2 separate regions of the Sus scrofa genome follow, and region 2 is linked to region 1. Evidence: chromatin contacts called from public HiChIP or PLAC-seq data. All regions are on one chromosome and are shown on one strand. The core of a region is the stretch at or near the end of the contact, and the rest is flanking DNA. Distances in the headings are between cores, read along the strand shown.

Region 1 (5,545 bases), core at 1,958-4,457:
AAGCATTGCAGAGTATAGATTTTTAAATTTTATTATGAGTGTTTTTACCACATTTTAGCTAGTCTTGCTAGAATTGGGACTAGGGATTATCTAAGTCTCCCTCCTCCCTGTTTCTCAACCCCAATTCTTTAAAATATTTCAGTTACCCATTTGCTAATATATTAAAGCAACTATGATAAATTTAAACAGTAACCAATAAATTCTGCTTGTGAAAAACCACAGGAATGGTTGGACAGGGTGTGTCTATATTCTCTGGGACTGAGGCAGGTGGGGGAAGACTGTGTATTTTAGTGGTAATAGGTCAAAGTACATCAGCATTCTACTTGAAAACAAACTCTGGTGAAACAGTTCCAACATTGTAACGACAGGGTGTTTACCAGTTTATCATTTGTACCAAATGAAATTATGCAGTTACCATGTGTTCAGAGTGCTTAACATGCAGAATTATTAAGGAAGCCAAAATTACTGCTCGGTATTTCTCAACTCTTGGAATAATTCTATTTGTCACTCGGAAACCTCTCCCACTAGGTTACCTATGATAAACTTAAACAGTCATCAATAAATTCTGCTTGTAAAAAACAGAATGAATCAAATATTGTAGTTCCTAGTTCAGAGGATTTCATGATGCCCCTTCAAGTAATGGGGAAAACAAGTGAAAATGGCAAATCATCAGTGGTGTCATTAGGTACATATTTACATTAAAACAAAAACAGAAACAATCCTAAATATGGAAACCATATATCAAGATACCAAGTTTCTAAAAATGTTTTCTACACACACACAAAAAAAGATTTGAAGCACACCAAAATATCAGTAAAGACCATCTCTGATAATTGTACTTCAGCTAATTTTTACTTTTTATACTGTTTCTATATTTTCTACAATGATCATGTATTACTGTTAAAATTAGAAGGAAAAAAAAAATTTAGACAAGTGGAAATTGAGGCAGTGCCAACCAATTCAGGACTGCACTGGAATGATATATCATCTCTTATGCCACCATAATCTCTTGGTAAAAAACACTGAGGGCCCTTGAAGACTTGAACTTTGCCTCACCTGATACACACTCGATTACATTCACATGTACAATACACGGGGCACCTGGTGGAGCACATTGCAAAACATCAGAAAATTAAAAATAGCTTATTTAGAAAAACAGCCAGCAGTTTTAACATCCTCCCAAAACAAATAAGAGGAGAGCCAAGAGCCAGGGCTCAAGGAATAAACGAATAGAGATACAGGGTGGGAAAAAAGTTTCGGTTCAAAATTTTTAAATGTGCATATTTAATACTAATTCAATCACTTTAAAACGGTTTATATTATGTCAATTTCACTTCACTTTAGAAAGTAAACCCAGGCAGTTTCCACGGTAGCTCAGCGGTAAGGAACCACACTAGGATCCACGAGAAGGCGAGTTCAATCCCTGATCTCGCTCAGTGGGTTAAGGATCCGGCGTTGCTGTGAGCTGTGGCGAAGGTCGCAGACACGACTAGGATCTGGCAATGCTGTGGCGTATAGGCTGGCAGCTGCAGCTCCAATTAGACCCCTGCCTGAGAACTTCCATATGCAGCAGGTGCGGCCCTATAAAGAAAGAAGGAAAAAAAAAAAAAAAGCCCAGAAGTTACTTTGTAAACGTATCAGGTTGAATCAACATTGCTTTAAGCAGAGCTTGCCTCGATCTTTTTTAATTTAGTTTTTTTCAATTTAGAACATCATATAAGTACAGTTCCTCAACACAGAAGCGCTTGCGGTGCTGGGGGTGGAGTGGGCAGTGTACCAAAAACACACACAGTACACCTTCCTGCCTTCAAAGAGCTTACAGCAAAAGGTGGAGAAACAAAGGAATGCGTCAGAAAAAGAGGCCGCAAACCCTCACGAGTGATTTGTTTTTTATGAAGTGCTTCTGAGTTTAAAGAACTTTGGGGGACGACCAGCCGGGCAAGATTTGAATAGGCTTCGAATGGCACATGGCCCAGCTGGGTGCGAACCCTCTCAAGCTTGATCCTCGACTTCAGACCTAGAAGGAGCCAGCCTTGTGCTTAAACGTACACAAACATTGACTGAAAATTGATCGGAACCCAACCAACCCGCCAAACAAGGCTAAGCACGAACGCACACAAAATTCGACAAATCTGCGTTCACTTGACTTAGCAGAGCACCCGAGATGTGGCCACAGGCTAAAAAGTGCTTAAGCAAAGCTGACGATAGGCTGGCAACTCAGTACCGCCAACCCGCTTCCCAAAGGCCTGTGGCTCAAGCCTCCGCACCCGTCCCCGCCGCCCCAGAGCAGAGGTGGACCTCGGCCTGCGCCCTGCCCACCGCGAACACTGTCCACCAAGAATGCCCCAAACGGGCCATCCATCCCTCGCCGGGTCCCGGGACGCCAACTTGTGCATAAGGAACTAGGAGCCAACAATCAATGGCAAGACGGTGGCGCGGCCTCCCGAGACAAAGCAGGGAACCCAGACCACTGAGCCCGCCGGCCCCTAGTCCAACGCCGCGCCGCCGCCCCCGCGCCCGCCAGCTGAGACCGCCTGCTGCACCCCGAGCGCCCGCCGCACCCCAAGCGCCCGCCCAACCGCCGCCGCAGAAGCGTGCAGGGCGCCCAACCGCCGTCCCGGCCCAACCAACGCGGGCAGGGGAGGAGAGGTGCGCGCGGCCGGCGGAGCGTGCGAGCCGCTCGGGGGTCGCAGGGGGGAGGCTGCGCGCGGGGAAGGCAGGGCGAAGAGGCGCCGGAGCCATGGCTGAACACAGCGCCAGGAGGGGCTCGGGTAGGGGATTTTGCCCCTTTCCCCTTGGAAGGTGCAGATGGTTTGACCCCCCACCCCGAGTGAGGTGCCTTGTCCCAGCCCCGGCTGGACTGTACCATCGGGCGGTGCCGCCGGGATTTCTCCCCCCCACCACCATCACCAAGCTCCCCCCCCACCCGGGTCCGCGGTCGGTTGGCCCCGGCCGGGCTCTGAGACGCGGAAAGAGCTTGGCGCCATTTTGGGTGGGACTAAGCAAAGACGAAACACCCTCCCAGTCGATGGGGTACTCTGGACGCTGGCTTATCCGGTTCCCTTAATCCTTTAGGTACTTACACGACGTTGGGTGAGGGGAGCTGGTAGATCAGCGGGTCCCCGATCCTCTCTCCCTAGGGGTGATGGAAATCAAACCCCCCCGCCACCTCCAGGTGGTTCTTCCCGCCGCAGAGTGGGAGCAGCATAAAAGGCGGGGCTTCATTAGCATAATCTGCCTGGCAACCTGATCTCGGCGTTATATGATTGGTTGAACTCTGTAAACTCCTTGCCCTGCCGAAAGACGAGTAACGCTGGGGCGAACTGACAGGCCCAGATTTAAGACTCATGACGAAGATCCTGAGACGCTTATTCAGTCGGTGGAGAAGCCAAAAGGAGATTCACACAATGGCCCAATGGCTGAAGGCCTCTTTATTTCGTGCTCTGCTGTTCGTTTAAAATCCAATCAAAGAGCGGGTTTCGGGCAGCGTTCGCCTGCGTTTGTGCTCTAAGCCAATCAGAAGAGCCGACTCTTCGGATTCAGGGTCAAGACAGCTCACCGGGACCCGCCGTGGCCCAGGTGGGAGAGTTCCAGCCTCTGTTCTTCGGGTGGCAGCTCGCCAGCCTCAGTGCCCCAAGTGGGAGGAGGGACTGCAAGTCTGTCGGGTGTCAAGCCTTCCCCGCACGCACCCGAGAGCCCTAGCCCTGAGAGCTGCATCCCGGGACACGGTGGGCCAAGCGCACGCCCGCCTGCTCCGGCCTCTGCTGCCAAATCCACGCCACGAGCGGGACCCGAGCGGAGCCGGCCCACGGCGTCTAAACTCAACCCTGCAGACCCAGGGAGCGCCGGTCTGAGTCTCTCCTTTCCTTTTACCATTCTGAAAAATTTCACAAACATGAAGTGTTACGAAACACTGGTTAACCAAAGACTTAGCTCTGTTTTCTTAACCTCAGGCTCCCACATCGTACCGTCCCTCAAAACTGCCTCTGCAAAGGAGCCAAGTGCAGAGAAATGAGCTCAGACTCTACAATAAAACACCAGCTCTAGTTCCCCACCCCTAATATGAATAGCAGCTAGAACTTGAAGAGACCTAGAGCCTTTCCACGTACAGGGAACAATTATCCCATCCATGACATCTACCTTGCTATGTTGTTTAGAAGACTAAGTGGGATTTACATGTAAAATACTTAGCACACTAGAATCTAAACGGATAAAAGTGTTAACGGCGATAGGAGTTTCCTTGGTGGCTCAGAGGTTAACGAACCCGAGTAGCATCATGAGGATGCTGGTTCAATCCCTGGCCTTGCTCAATGGGTTAAGGACCTGGCGTTGCAGTGAGCTGTGGTGTAGGTCGCAGACAAGGCTCGGATCCAGCGTTGCTGTGGCTCTGGTGTAGGCTGGTGGCTACAGCTCCGACTGGAGCCCTAGCTTGGGAACCTCCATATGCCAGTGAGGCCCTAGAAAGACAAAAAAAAAAAGACAAAAAAAAAGTGTTAACGGCGATAAAACATGCAAAATTGCTAAACTACTGGCTAACCAACAAAAAAAAAAAAGTACAATTAAGCAAAACAATAGAAAACAACGTGGGTGAAGGAGAGGAGGATGTAAAATTTATTCAATAATATTCCTTTTGCTGTTTTATTTATTTATAAAACTGGAGGAGTTCCTGCCCTGGCACAGTGGGTTAAGAATCCGGCTGCAGCGAGTCACTGCTATGGCACTTGTTCAATCCCTCTCTTGTCGCAGTGGGTTAAAGGATTTGGCCTTGCCACAGCTGTGGCATAGGTCACAACTACTAGTGGGATTGAGTCCCTTGCCCAGGAACTTCTATATGCCAAGGTGCAGCAATTTAAAAAAATATACGTATTAACTATTAAATTTGTACACAGAACTCTCTCCTATACAAGTATTGAATATGGACTATGTACCAATCACTGTTCTAAACAGTGAGAATGGGAATAGAGAACCAAAAGCAAAAAGCTTCTGCTAGAGTTCCCGTCGTGGCGCAGTGGTTAACGAACCCGACTAGGAACCATGAGGTTGCGGGTTCGATCCCTGCCCTTGCTCAGTGGGTTAACGATCCGGCGTTGCCGTGAGCTGTGGTGTAGGTTGCAGACGCGGCTCGGATCCCACGTTGCTGTGGCTCTGGTGTAGGCTGGCGGCTACAGCTCCGATTCTACCCCTAGCCTGGGAACCTCCATATGCCGCGAGAGCGGCCCAAGAAAATGGCAAAAAGACAAAAAAAAAAAAAAAAAAAAAAAAAAAAAAGCTTCTGCTCTCATGGAGCTTGTATTTCTAGTGGAGGCAACAGAGGAAAATTGATAAATAAGATAATTCCAGGGGATGCCAAGTGCTACGAAGAAAATAAAGCAGGGAAATGCAAAGGGGTTAGGAGGATGCTGGCAGTTTAAATGCGAATGTCAAGAAACTACTTCTTAGATGCTAACATTTGAGCTCAGATCTGAATAATGAAAAAAGCCTACCATGCCAAGATCATGGAGAACCTTCCAATCTAAAGCCAGCGAATGTAAAGGCATGGGGGGAG
Region 2 (5,545 bases), core at 2,208-4,707, 270 kb after region 1:
CAAATCATAAACAGGCAAACCACACTTTAATAGATCTGATAGTCACCACTTTGATCAAGTGGCCACATTTAGTATTCGTAATAGTGTAGCAATGACATTAAATACCTCCTATATGATGTAACATGAAATACACCGCATCATCTATAAAATAATCTTTCCAAAGAAAGTTTTCCTCAAGCTAATCAGTTAGGTTTCTTTAGACCTAACTTTCAGTAACAGGAAATTCAGAGGGAGAGAGGAATAAATTAAATGACCCCACCAGGAAACAGACAAGCCTAATGTAAGTGGGAGAATTCTCTAAGACAACCGGTTTCATCAATTAAGTATCAGGAAAAAAAGGAGAGGAGGACACAGGATTTTTCAAAAAGGAACTAAGTGGGTAATTAACAAATGCAACTCAGGAATCTTGACTGAATACCGCTTGGGATTTCCCAAAACGACCTTGGAGTACTATGGAAATTTGCATATGGACTGTTAATTTAGAAAGGTGTTAATGCTATGTAGGGATTAGTAGAATGTCCATAGTTTTGGGAAACACTTGGGGAAATACTGGAGTGTCTTGGTGTTTGCAATTTACTTTCAAATAGTTAGAGAGACACACAGAAAGGGAAGAGAGGTGGGGGGGTCAATACCACAAAAATGCTAATCACTGAATCTAAGTATTGGAGTATTCACTACATTTTCCCTTAATTTCCGAGAGACTGGTATTTTTCACATTAAGTTTTTTAAAAGTATTCCTATACTGAGAGGCACAGTAGAAAACATTTCTACAATGGAATTATATCTGGGGACAAATTTCACTTCTATTACTAACTAGTTGTGTGGCCTAAGGCAAAGTTACTTAAAATTACTTAAGTTTCTGTCTCATCTATAAAACTCAAGTAATAATGTCTAAGTCATTAGGTTGTTCTAAGAATCAAATCAGATCACATGTGTAAAATGCCTAGTAGTGTAGCACAGAAAAAGTAAACCTGGTTTGCCTATTTAATGCTATCATTCTAAAATACAGGGCTATAGGAAAACATTCCTTTCATTATCGCCACATTCCACGATAAAGATACATTAGGTAAAATTAAAAGTCCATTGGCAGTTAAAGCGAAGTGACGGGGGTAAGTAAATGCATAATGAAGATTTATATAATATTTTTTAAAATCCAGTAATTCCAACTGAGACCCTCTAGGCAAAAAAATCTACCTACCCAAACCATTCGTATCTATCAAATTGTGAAGTCTGCTTTTGGTATTAGCCTCTATCCGAATAAAACATTAAGAAAATAAGTGGAAGTTAGAGACTTTCTTCCTGACCAACTGATAATCTACTTATACGTTTTCTTAAAAAAACGAAGTTTTTGTCTTCATTTCTATAAGTTCCAATAAAGCACACAATTTTTGGGCTTTATCCTAAATTCTAGTTAAGCATCATACAACTCACAAGCATGCAGTTTCCTTTCATCAGTGCTAACGTAACTCGTCATGTCACTCGCAGGTAACCCTTTTCCGGCTAGGCCAGCAGAAAATGACTAGAAGCAGACCCATCCTCAGGTAGGGAAGAAAAAAACGTGGGTTTTTTTGTTTTGTTTTTTAAATAAGTGTCGCCCTTTTTTTCCCCACTATCAGAAAAAGAAGCAGGGGAGAGGAGGGAACAGTCGGATCTCGGGCTCCCGGCACGACCAGGTGGGACGCTGACACCCCGCCTCCTCGGGGTTAGGGTGCTGGGCACACGCGCGTGCACACTGGGGGCGCCCTGGGAGATCGGGGCAATTTCTCCTGGACGTCAGGGCCCAGGTTCAGTCTCCTCCCTAAAGGATTAGATACCATTGAGAGCACCCGATAGGGTTCTCCCGGTTCCTTACCGTCCAGCGCCCAGATGGGAGACGCACGGTGGCAGCCCTCGGCGGGCGCGCGCGGCGAAAAAGGGCCGGCCCCCGCCCTCCCCTTCCCTCTTCGTTACCTGCGGGCGGCGGTGCCAGGGCCCGGAGGCCTGCTGCTCCTCCTCCTCCTCCCCTCCAGGCTGTGGCGGCGAGGTGGCGGCGGCGGCGGCGGCCCGGGGGAGGGGGCGGAGCGCGCGGCTCGCAGCCTCTCTCCTCCCCCGGGAGGCGGAGGGGACCCTATCTCGGGCCGCCGCGCCTAGGCCCGTGGACGGCCTGCGGCTGGGGCATGGCGGCCCCGAGCAGCGGCGTGCCTGCGAGGTGGGGGGCGAGAGGCGGCGGGAGGGAAGAGCGCCGAGGGCCTGAGGGGAGGAGCGAGGGGGCCCCGCGAGCCGCGCGAGCGGCCGTTGGGGGCGGTTGGCCGAGGGCAAGCGGTTTGGGGAGCGCGGCGACGGCTCGCGTTTTCCTGGCGGGTCGGGGTGGGGAAGGGGAAGGGGAGTGAGGGGAGGGGAGGGGGAGGTTGGGAGGGAGCCGCCGCCGCGCGCGTGCGGGACGGCGCCGCCGCTGTTGCCGCTCGGCTCACTCCAGCCTGTTTGGGGGCACTTTGTTTGTGTCCCACAATGCTCTGCGCGGGCGGCCGGGCTGGGGAAGGGGAGGGCAAGTGGGCGGGGCGGAGCGAGCTCGGGGGCGGGGCGCGAGCGGGGAGACACGGGTATTGCGCAGCCGCAGAAAAGGCCGCTCCCAGTTCGGGGCTTGAACTGTGGGCGACTCGGCCTCCTGACACCCGCGGGTTTTGACACCGCTCGTGCATCTTTGCGTCTGTGCACACGTGCTGATTTACCGATACACACCGCCCAGACCCTGGCCAATTCGCTTTTCCTCTACCCGTCCAAAGCCGCCTTCCCGTTAGCCCTGACAAACATTTCTGGGCATGGTTCACGCTTCTTGTCTTTTTTTGTTTTCTTTGAACTAAAACCGAAAGAAACTCCTGTTTTCTCGAGTGGTTTCTGTAGCGGGGTTGAACCGGAACACCCCAGGCGCTTTCTCTTGGTGAGGGAGCTGAGCTGGTAGTGGGCCCATTTCTCGCACACGGAAACTGAGGCCTGCGGAGAGGCGGCCTTGACAGGTGAGGACGCTGAGCCCCGCTGGCTCCCACGCCCGCTTCCGCTGCAGGCAGCCGGTGTCCCGGTTGCCTGCGGCCTTTGCACCCCCGGCGTCATATTGGTGCCCGAGGATTTTTCTAGAACTTCCCTCCCTGGGCCACCTGGCGGGACGTGCGGTTCTGAAGTGACTGAAGGAATTCATCTCGTTCCCCCAAAATATGCCCGTTCCTTCCACAAGCTTGAATTTTTTTGGCTCTACCACCACTAACCTGGCTTTCCGGCGGGGAAGACTGTGGGGCGCCCCGAAGTGACTGGTACGGCCGGGAGGCGCTCTAGAGCTCTCGGTCCACTGCAAAATCATGTAAAGTGGTAAAATTCCTGGACCCCAAGTCTTAGCGTCCCGGGGCGGGCGGGCGAGCGCCCGGGACGGAGATCGGCGGGTAGAAGGGGCGCCAGGGCTGCGGGTACAAGCGCGCTCCAGGCAAGCCCGCCGGCCGCGCAGAGGTGGAGGGGGTGCGGCCTGCAGTGCCTCAGGCGCTCTGGGTTCGCATACTTTGTTTTCCCACGCCTCCAGCTTTTACACCGAAAGACTTCTCTCCAAAGGGCTTTGTGCAAGGTGAGCTGACATCCCGCCCGAAGTAGAGTGGAGATTTCTTTTGAAACACTTGGTAACGTCTTGCATTAATCTTTCCGAGAGACCAGCACCCTAGCACCCCCTCTTTCTAACCACTGAAACCCACTTTAAAAATAAAGGCCATAAAAACAACGTCTAATTTTATAGTCTTTTGCAGTTTCCAACTGCTTTTCCAGTATGTATGTCTAACGGCCACCGCAATTGTAGTACTAATAAGTTTTACCACTATTTCCACCATCATTTTATTATTCCCATTTCAGAGATCCAAGTCGGAACGATGTGAAAGAGGCCCAGAAAATTTTGTGCTGAAATTTGAAGAAGGAGAAAAAAAGAAGGTGGAATGCTTACCCTCGGCGGAAAACAGGAGCGACAGAGCAAGTCTCAGGAAGGCCTGAAGTCCTGGTGTTAGAGCAGGTGCACAGGTAACACCTGGAGAAGAATCAGGATGGGAATAAAGTCAAACAAATCGTGTCGACCTCTCCTAGGGTATTCAGTAGGACAGTCAATAAAAGACAACTGGTCAGGTCCTTACTACTCATTACCCAAGGGACTGAGGTGGCAACTTCCTTTCGTGGCAAGAGTAGCAGCCCTGGCCAAAAAAACAAAACAAAACAAAACCAGCTTTCTTTTTTAGTTTACTCTCTTTTCTCCCTTTCCTTCCCTTTTGTACTATTCTGATTTTCATTTTACACTTAAAAATTATCGGCCTCTCACTCCACCCCCACCCTGGGACTGGAAGATCAATTAACCACCAAATGGCTGTGGGGCCCTAAGGGCACAGTGCTAGATGCTTGGATAAGGTGTAAGAAGAAATACAAAGATTAACTTTGTTGTAGTCCTTTCCTCTGTTTTGGCTTTGGGTAGGGTTAGTTTCTGTGGCTTTTGCAGCCTCCCACTTTTTTCTTCCTGGACTAGTAGAGGCTTGCCCTTCAGTTGGTGGAATATATACACCTTTCTTTGACACTCGATTAAATAATACCACTGGGAGGATTTTCTGAAACCAGAATCCTGCATACAGGTGAAACAAACAAACGTAAAACAGTATGAGGAACCTTTAATTATTAACCTGGTGTAGGTGACGCTAAGGAATTCAAATTCCAGGCAAAGAGGGTTTTATTTCAGCCATAAATTTGGGGGACCAAATTCTGGCACAAATGCCACTTGCTTGTGTTAGAGCATTATAGCTGAGTGGGAACTTACTTAGTCCATAACTTATTTCAGAATAAGAATGCTTGACACTTAACTGCAAGATCTCTAGTCTGACTTGGCTCATTCCAATAGAGGAGAAATCATTTCTGCATAAAGTGCCCTTGCTCCTTTATTAGATCTTTCCAACTATATTAACAAAATTAGTCTTGCTCCCCCACCCTGAAACTTGTTCCTCTTCTAGTATTCCCAGTTCATCATCCATCCCGTTGTGCAAGTCAGCCTCACTGCTTCACTACTTTACCACTTCTCAGTTCTAGTCCATCAACAAGTCCTGCAGAATGTTCCCATTCCTGTGGCCACCATCCTAATCTAAGACACCAGTACGTTGTGCCTGGAAAATCGTGATACAGCTGACCTGGCTTCCTAAATGCATTTGCCTTTCTCTTCATTCTCTGCATGGTTGCAATGCATGCATAGCATACAATGGCTTCCTATTGTTTTTAGGATAAAATAGACTGGTACCATGGCTTTCACTGCCCTTTAAGGTGGGCCTGTACAATACATAGCTTCAGCTCTTTGTATTTTTTCCAAAAAGGTGCTAGCTGTGGGTCCCCCCAACCCCCACATCTTCTAAAATGCCACATGCTCTTCTCCAATGCATACATTGTTCCCTCTGTGTATAAAAATTTCATTCCTTAGCTAATTGCTCGCAATCGTCACATCTCTTCTACATATGGGTGTATATGTGTATATATATGTGTGTGAGTGTGTTTGTATTTGCGTGTGTGTGTA

Evidence for each region. HiChIP or PLAC-seq counts read pairs in DNA pulled down with a chosen protein or histone mark.
Region 2: an H3K27ac HiChIP or PLAC-seq map of alveolar macrophages shows a contact between it and region 1. The contact joins the promoter of ZBTB44 here to the promoter of PRDM10 in region 1. A contact is called at or near these places in 1 of 5 promoter capture datasets (liver), 2 of 47 Hi-C or Micro-C datasets (heart right ventricle and skeletal muscle) and 1 of 2 datasets of contacts at active chromatin or transcription factors (alveolar macrophages).

Annotation. Positions count from the first base shown.
Region 1 is chr9:56,746,280-56,751,824 of Sscrofa11.1, forward strand. PRDM10 (PR domain zinc finger protein 10) reads right to left here and starts at 3,208. Exons shown (of 22, transcript XM_013979568.2): 1 at 3,084-3,208.
Region 2 is chr9:57,015,346-57,020,890 of Sscrofa11.1, forward strand. ZBTB44 (zinc finger and BTB domain-containing protein 44) reads right to left here and starts at 3,458. Exons shown (of 6, transcript XM_003130080.5): 1 at 3,240-3,458. LOC102165987 (proline-rich protein 18-like) reads left to right here and starts at 1,436. Exons shown (of 3, transcript XM_021063955.1): 1 at 1,436-1,462; 2 at 1,860-2,188; 3 at 3,865-4,903. The coding sequence starts at 1,436. The coding sequence ends at 3,913.